Linked DNA regions of Mus musculus: region 1 is linked to region 2. The links are chromatin contacts, called in public promoter capture Hi-C maps. All regions are on one chromosome and are shown on one strand. The core of a region is the stretch at or near the end of the contact, and the rest is flanking DNA. Distances in the headings are between cores, read along the strand shown. Region 1 holds the start of Dhh (desert hedgehog). Region 2 holds the start of Troap (trophinin associated protein).

Evidence for each region. Promoter capture Hi-C pulls out the DNA fragments that hold promoters and counts their contacts.
Region 1: a promoter capture Hi-C map of embryonic stem cells shows a contact between it and region 2. The contact joins the promoter of Dhh here to the promoter of Troap in region 2. A contact is called at or near these places in 12 of 39 promoter capture datasets (the SN4741 cell line, cranial neural crest, embryonic stem cells and 6 more), 2 of 484 Hi-C or Micro-C datasets (embryonic stem cells and regulatory T cells), 2 of 115 datasets of contacts at active chromatin or transcription factors (both in embryonic stem cells) and 4 of 9 other capture datasets (adipose tissue, embryonic stem cells, liver and 1 more).

What each region holds. Positions count from the first base shown.
Region 1 is chr15:98,896,946-98,901,168 of GRCm38.p6, reverse strand. It overlaps Dhh (desert hedgehog), which reads left to right and starts at 2,629. Exons shown (of 3, transcript NM_007857.5): 1 at 2,629-3,199. The coding sequence starts at 2,897.
Region 2 is chr15:99,072,599-99,076,819 of GRCm38.p6, reverse strand. It overlaps Troap (trophinin associated protein), which reads right to left and starts at 1,847. Exons shown (of 14, transcript NM_030159.1): 1 at 1,728-1,847; 2 at 1,322-1,470; 3 at 1,023-1,212. The coding sequence starts at 1,465. It overlaps Gm34284 (predicted gene, 34284), which reads left to right and starts at 2,151. Exons shown (of 3, transcript NR_155351.1): 1 at 2,151-2,264.

The DNA of each region.
Region 1 (4,223 bases), core at 1,380-3,879, 180 kb after region 2:
TATTGGAAACACGGACTAAAGATCAGCTGCCAAGTGGGTGCTGGGAATTAAACCTCTGTCCTTTGGAAAAGCAGCTGACCCATCTCTCCACCTTTATGATAGCAAACAGGGTTTGTTATTGTCATGGTTGCTTTTTGGCAGCTTGAAACAAATCTAGACGTGGGAAACAGAGAATCTTAATTGAGGAAATACCTCCATAAGGTTGAGCTGTAGGTAGATCTTCAGAGCATTTTCTTTAATAACTGATGTGGGAGGGCCCAGCCCACTGTGGGCAGTGCTACCTCCAGCCCCACCCCCAGAGGAGCAAGCCTGCCCTCCTCTGTAGCTTCTGTTTTAGGCCCTTCCTCCAGGGTCCTGGCTTAAGGTTTTCACTTTAGATTTTTGTGGGTTTATGTATGTGAGAGCTTTATGGGTATGTATGTATATATGTATATTTACCATATTTGTGCCCGGTCCCCCAGAAAGTCAGAAGAAGGTTGTCAGAGCCCCTGGAACTGGAGTTGTGGATGGTTGTGAACCGCCATATGCAAGAGCTGGGAACAGAACCTGGTGTCTCCAGGAAGAGCAGCCAGTGCTTGTGATGGCTGAGCCATCTCTCCAGTCTCCTTCCTGATGATCTTGTCCTGACTTCCCTTCATGAATGGACTGTGATTGGAACATGTGAGCTGAAATCCTTTTCTCCCCAAGTGGCCTCTGGTTCTCATGTTCTCCACTACATTCTCCTGTAACTGAATGGGTTAAGTGTCTCTGTGATGAGGCCTGAGGGATTTAAAATAGATTCCATGGCCCAGAGGGGGAGGAGGTAGGCAACGGAAGGAGAAGAGAGCCATCCTCCACAGACCAGGACGTTAGGTGTCCACAGCCCTTTGGCAGCTTCCAAATGACAACTTACTCAGAAGATGATGTGCTGGGTGAAGAACATGCCTGAAAGCCCAGGACTCAGCACAGCAAGAATGAGCCCAGCTTGGCTGTGTGCGAACATCTCAATCAAAGGGAAATGGGGATGTTGCTCAGTGCATAAAGATCAGTTGTGTGCTTGCCGGGCATGTCTGAATCCTGGCTTTTTATTTTATTTTTAATTAACTTATATACTTGTTTTGTTTTTTGTTTTTACTTTTGTTCTGTTTTGTTGATGTCTCTCTGTGTCTGTCGCCTTGGCAGTCCTGGAACTCACTTTGTAGACCAGGCTAGCCTTCAACTCACAAGAGATCTGCCTGTCCCTGCTCCCCAAGGGCTGAAATTAACACCCCACCCCACCCCTAACGTTTATTTTATTTGTTTTTTTGTTTTGTTTTGTTTTGTTTTTGTTTTTGTTTTTTTCGAGACAGGGTTTCTCTGTGTGTAGCCCTGGCTGTCCTGGCACTCACTTTGTAGACCAAGCTGGCCTCGAACTCAGAAATCCACCTGCCTCTGCCTCCCGAGTGCTGGGATTAAAGGCATGCGCCACCACGCCAGGCTACGTTTTATTTTATAAGTATGGGTATTTTGCTTGTACCAATTGTATGCCTGTTGCCCGAGGAGACCAGAAGACAGCATTGGACCCCCTCCCCATCGGATGTGGAGTTACAGAAAGAAGGGAGTTAGCCATTGTGTGGGTGCTATGAATCTAACTCAGGTCCTCTGGAAAAGCAGTCAGTGCTCTTAACTGCTGAGCCCTGAAGGCCCTGGTTCTGATCCGAGCACCACACAAACCTGGTGTGGTAGTGCATGGCTAATTTCAGTGCTGGGAAGCTAGAGGCCAAAGGAGAAAACATTCGCTGTCAGCCTGCTCTGTGAAGTGAGTTTGAGACCAAGCCTGAACTACATACAGTAAAGTCTGTCAAAAGAAGGAGAGGAGGGATAAAAAGTGGGTATCTGGCAACCATTTGAGAGGACATAAAACTTGGAAAGTCCTGGCCTGGCAAGGTAGATCAGCAGGTAAAAGCACTTGCCACACAAGCCTGGTCAACCGGAGCTCAATCCCTAGAGCCCGCTGAGGAAGGAGAAGGTGGACTCCCAAAAGCCCTCTGACCTCCACAGGTGTGCTATGGCATGTGCTGGCAGAGACAGACACAGTAGGGTTTTTTTTTGTTTTGTTTTGTTTTGTTTTTGTTTTTTTTTTTAATGTCTCAAACTGGATTGTGTCAGGCTCTGTTCCCAAGAAGATATAAAACCACCAAGGAAAATGATCCTCTGGGATCTCTGCTTGGTTATGGATGAGTGTTGAGAGAAATCGGGGAGACTTGAGGAGGAGCACGGAGATGGGAGGCTTTGATGGCTTGCCCAAAGGGCTTGGATGGCCTTGGAACTCAGACTTCCCGGAGGACAGCAGAGGGCATGGCGTGCCAGGGTAGACTTTAGGAAAGCAAAGACTAGTGCCCAGGAAGATAGTTTGGTGCCTAATTTAGACTCGGAGGTAGAAGGATGCTTATCCAGGCAGCCAGGACTCTAAAGCTTCAGGGATTTCCTAAGCAGGTGCCTGCATGGTTTCCAGGATGGGACACACTTCAGTGGAGTAATGGAACAGTGGTGTCCAGTTGTGACTGCTAGATCCCCCGCCCGGGTGGGAGGGGGCGGGACAGCCCTGAGAGAAGGGCGGGGGGCGGGGCCCGGGACCACTTAAGGCGGAGTCAGGGCGTTTCTGGGAGCACGGGAGCCGGGCAGCAGAGACTGGCTGGGCTGGCACTCACCCTCGACCCACCTGCTCTGTAAATGGTAGTCTATCAGTAGTAGGTTCCAGGTTCCCCAGGGCATGTAGGCAGAGTTAGCGGCTGCCAAGTGTTCAGAGCCACAGCGCTCCAGGTACTCTGGGACCTTCTCTATCTGCGGTGCTCTTTAGCTCCTGCGGAGATGCCCAATTGACAGGAGAGCCAGTGAGGACAAGAACGCTCCCTTCCGACCCAAGTCCACGGCACCCATGGCTCTGCCGGCCAGTCTGTTGCCCCTGTGCTGCTTGGCACTCTTGGCACTATCTGCCCAGAGCTGCGGGCCGGGCCGAGGACCGGTTGGCCGGCGGCGTTATGTGCGCAAGCAACTTGTGCCTCTGCTATACAAGCAGTTTGTGCCCAGTATGCCCGAGCGGACCCTGGGCGCGAGTGGGCCAGCGGAGGGGAGGGTAACAAGGGGGTCGGAGCGCTTCCGGGACCTCGTACCCAACTACAACCCCGACATAATCTTCAAGGATGAGGAGAACAGCGGCGCAGACCGCCTGATGACAGAGGTAAGGAGAGTTTCTCCCCACCTGCTCTACCACACCACCAGCTCCTCAATTTTCCTACAACAACCCTGGAGGATGAACTGTTCCTTCATCCCCAGAGACCCTAAACTAAAATAAAATAAAGTGAGATCTCCTTCATCACACCCTTCAGGAAAGCAAATAACCTGGTGGCTGGATAGTGGTTCGGAGGTATCCAAATGGGGAGAGAGTCTGCGATGGGGAGGGGGAGGAGGAACTGCCCAGTGAGAGTGAATCTGGGAGAGGCTGGAGCGAGGGCGGGGAAAGGAGGATGGCGGCAGGCGAGACGGGAAATGGCTGAGGCGTGGACCGGGGGTCAGTCACCGAGCCAGGCAGGAAGGGCTGGGGTGAGCTGGGGGCCAGGAGCTGGCTATGATAGGTAGACTGCATAAGGCTTTACACTTAGCCTGGCTCTTGGCCTGATGTCCAAAAGCTCTGTGAGCCAAAAGAAGGGGGCTGGAAAAGAGATGGGCAAGAGTCAGGTTACCAGACCAGACCATCTACCTGGGGATGGGGTGGCCATTGTCCTTGGCACGGGAAAGGTAGCCTATACTAGGGTCTAAACAACAGACTTTGGGGTGGGGGTGACCAAAAAACAGTCCTCAGAACAGACAGACACACCTGAGAATCAAGGGTTTCTGGGCCATCTAAACTCACCTTAGCTTGAGGACTCTGCTTTGAATATCAGCTAGCATTCTGGGGTACATGCTACAGAGGGGCACTGAACCAAGCCGACTCAGTGGGCCATGGCTTGGAAGGGAAGGGCCCAGAGCCCCTATGGCCAGTGCTGTAGAGTGTCTGACAGGAAACTCAGAAGACGTGTTTCTCCATCCCACCCCACCCCTCATTTTATATCTGAGAGCTGGGCTGCAGGAGAGGAAAAGCAACTTAATCAAAGCCTCACAGCCAAATTGTAGCATTGCTGAGAGCAGGTTCAGGACTCCTGGTTCTCAGTCCTATCTACTTTCCATTACACCACCTAATTGTGTGTGCAAGGGGCAGGCAGGGT
Region 2 (4,221 bases), core at 598-3,097:
GTGCCTCCGGCCCCCACAGGCACCTGCTCACACATACACATCATTAAAACCAATCTCTTTTTAGAGGCTAGAGAGATGGCTCAGTTGCTAAGAGCCACTGGCTGTTCTTCTGGGAGACCTGGGTTCTACTTCCAGCACCCACATGGCAGCTCACGGCCAGCTATAACTTTAGCTCTAGGGATTCCAATGTCCTCTTCTGAACTCCATGGGTACTGCACTCACATGGACTCACATAAAATAAAAAATAGATCTTTAAGCCGGGCGTGGTGGCGCATGCCTTTAATCCCAGAACTTGGGAGGCAGAGGCAGGCGGATTTCTGAGTTCGAGGCCAGCCTGGTCTACAAAGTGAGTTCCAGGACAGCAAGGGCTACACAGAGAAACCCTGTCTCAAAAAAAAAAAAATAGATCTTTAAAATATATATTTATGGGCTGGTGAGATGGCTCAGTGGTTAAGAGCACCCGACTGCTCTTCCGAAGGTCCGGAGTTCAAATCCCAGCAACCACATGGTAGCTCACAACCATCTGGAACAAGATCTGACTCCCTCTTCTGGAGTGTCTGAAGACAGCTACAGTGTACTTACATATAATAAATAAATAAATCTTTAATATATATATATATTTATTGTTGAAAAGGAAGAATTAAAGCTGAAGTATGGACAGATTATAAAGACTCAGCATAACAATGAGCAAATGACTGTGACTGTCTTGCCCAGGGTTGCTAAAAAGGCCCAGAAGATGTCTTTTTTTTTTTAGATACAATATAATTGTTTAGGCCTGGAGTTCAATAGGTAAAAGGTGTCCAATTCACAGAGACCACTTGCCTCTGCCTCCTAAAGTGCTGGGATTAGAGGCATGAACCACCATGCCAGGCAAAAGATGGCATTTTGCTGAAAGTGATGGTTTCTCAGAGCAAAGAGGTTTCTGGACAAAACCCAGGTCTCTTGCAGTATGCAAGACCTCCACTTTGGGTCTCCCATTCTCACTCAGCCAAGTAGGCTGCCCCCAGGTCTGGAACAGGTACCTGTCTGGGGATGGGTCACAAGCCCCACATTTGATCCCCCAGAGCTAGGCTTGAGTTCCTCCAGAGGGTTCCGCAGGGTCTTCAAGCTTGGTGATTTTTCAGTCTGGTGCAAGGTTTTCGATCTGAGGCCTGCCGTGTCAGTGAGTGGACGTTGACGTTGAGTACTGCGCGGTGGTTTCTGTGCTGGTGTCTAGGGGGAAGGGGGAAAAAGCTGGGATTCAGTGCGGGGGTGGGGTGGGGATGGGGGGTGGGGGTGCATTGCTGACTCGAGGTGCCTCCTTGTGTCCAGCCCCTCCTACCCTCGGATCTTGGTTCTCCTGGTCCAGAGAGCGCGACTTGACTGAGGAAAAATCTTGGCATCTTTGGGAGAGTACTGGAATCTTGCTAGGGTTGGGAGATACACCTCGGAGATGGGGATCCTTATTGGTTTGGAGGGTAGTCATGGCGGCTATAATGGAGATGAGAGAAGAAGGTAGACAGGACTGAGGACCAAAGCAAATCACTTCTCAAAGCATGGGTGCTGATATCCCTGATTCTTTCCCCTTGGTCCCAATCCATGTGCCTAGAAGCCCGCACCGGCAGCAAGGCCGCTCTCCTGGCAACTCTTCCAGAAACCCTAAGTCTGCTATCTCGCCCCGGAGCTCCAAACTGCTCTCCTCCCTAGGAACCTCGGCAGGACTCCCCTCTAAGATCCTCGTGCCGCACCATTCCAGGAGGCCCTCCGGGTCACCTCTACTTCCTCGGGTTTTTCGCCGATTTCTTGGGTTTCTGCTTCTGCTTCTGCTTGCGGCTGCTGCTGCTTCCCCGGTTTGTAAAATACGCCAAGCTCCTGATTGGCTGGTACCCGGTGACTCGGAGGGTCGTGACGTCACACGGAGCCACCCAATCCGCAGGCTCCGAAGGCGGGGCCAGAGAAGGACTAGTCGCCGAAACGTTTTCTTGATGGGAGAACAACTGACCAGCTCTCTCGGCCAATCCGAGGACGGAGCGCGAGTGGCAGGATGGGGGCGGAAAGCCAGGGAGGATGCTGTTCTGAAGCCCGGGAAGGCCAGTCTGGACTGCAACGGGCATTACCGTACTCTCGCGAGAGCTGGAGCCAACCGAGGGCTGGCCCCTCATGAAGACCGCGGAATTGTGGGAAAGATTGGCCATCGAGACCACTGTTGACCACACTCTGAACGTAGTGCACGGCCGGGTTTTGGGAACCATGGGCACTTCTTGCAGGAGATAGGAGCCTAATGGGTGAGAGGGCTGGAGGTACCTGAACTGTTGGAGCCCAACGAGAACGAGGAGCCAAGAAATCCTGTGTCCACTCGGACCTCACACCCTGGTGGGATGTGGTCAGGCCCAGGGTGGCTGGAGCTCTGTTAATCAGAATTGAAGGGCTCCTCCTGGGTGGGGAGATCTCTGCATCTTCAGGTTTCCTTCCACCGGTCTGGATGAGAGGGCTCACCTGCTCCTTACTGGCAGGCAACTGTGAGGCTGCCAGATGATGGAGATGGGGGTGGGCAATGTCTCACCCCACCCCACCTGAGAGTGGCCTCAAACTCGCAGCTTCCTGCTTCAGGAAGCTCGGATTGCACACTCCCTGCATAGTTTAAAGGGTGCTGACCAGCAAGCCAGGAACATAGGCGTGCTTCCGGATCTCCCCTTCCATATGCCACTTCTTTTCACACCTACGGATTTTATACCTTTGAGCATCTATTCAGCTGTTTAGCCAGATGAAACAGAGCACACAGAGACAGTCAGCTTGGTTTTATTTTATTTTTTTAAAAGATTTATTTATTATTATTCATTAGTACACTGTAGCTGTCTTCAGATGCACCAGAAGAGGGCGTCAGATCTCATTACGGATGGTTGTGAGCCACCATGTGGTTGCTGGGATTTGAACTCAGGACGTTTGGAAGAGCAGTCAGTGCTCTTAACCGCTGAGCCATCTCGCCAGCCCTCAGCTTGGTTTTAAAAGCGATTGTCTTCCAAATAATTTCCTTGCCCAACCCCTTGAGTCGTTTTATTTTAAATATATATGCTTTTAGTTAAACAATTTATTTTTATTATATGTAAGTACACTGTAGCTGTCTTCAGACACTCCAGAAGAGGGAGTCAGATCTCATTAAGGATGGTTGTGAGCCACCATGTGGTTGCTGGGATTTGAACTCAGGACCTTCGGAAGAGCAGTCGGTGCTCTTAACCTCTGAGCCATCTCTGCAGTCCCCCAACATTTTTTTTAAAAAGATTTATTTATTTTAAGTATGTGAGTACACTGTCACTGTCTTCAGGCACACCAGAAGACGACATTGTATCCTGTTACAGGTGGTCCTGAGCCACGATGTGGTTGCTGGGAATTGAACTCAGGACCTCTGGAAGAGCAGCCACCATTCTTTTTTTTTTTTTTTTTTTTTCCGAGCCAGGGTTTCTCTGTGTAGCCCTGGCTGTCCTGGAACTCACTTTGTAGACCAGGCTAGCCTTGAACTCAGAAATTCGCCTGCCTCTGCCTCCCGAGTGCTGGGATTAAAGGTGTGGACCACCGCGCCCCGCTAGCAGCCACCATTTTTAACCACCCTCTCCCCAGCCCTGAAACATAAACCAGAGCTCATAAAAGCACAAAGTTGGAAACCATAATATACAAGCAAAAGACCAGTAAGACAAACAATGCCCAAACAAAGCCGTATGAGACAAGAAGTCTACCAAACACACCACTGAGTTAGTCTGATGTTGGCTATCTACCACTGGGCATGGGGCCCACCCCTAAGTGTGGTTAGCACATCCAGTGAGATTCCACTGGGGAAGACTAACTTCCTTTGCAAGCAGTTGTCAATTGGAGGTAGCTTCTTGGTTAGGGATGGAAGCTTGTGGCTTCTGTCCCCTGCCTCTCAGCCTGGGACCCAGTCTGGCTTGAGCCTGTGCAGGCCCCGTGTGTCCTGCCACAGTCTCTGTGAGCTCACATGTGCATCAGTCCTGCTGTGTCTGGAAGACTATGTTCTTTTAGAGCCATCCATCCCCTTTGGCTGTTAACATCTTTTCTGCCTTCTCTTCTGAATAGTTCCTTGAGCCCTCAGGGGAGTTCCCAACCCGTTCTGTCTACATGAATCCGTTTCTTCTGGAGAAAATTTCCAAAATGTTGTGCCTTAGTTATCTGCACACTAAACCTAGCATTCTGCGGCATGCCGCTCTGCCCACTTGCTCTCTGCCTTCTGCG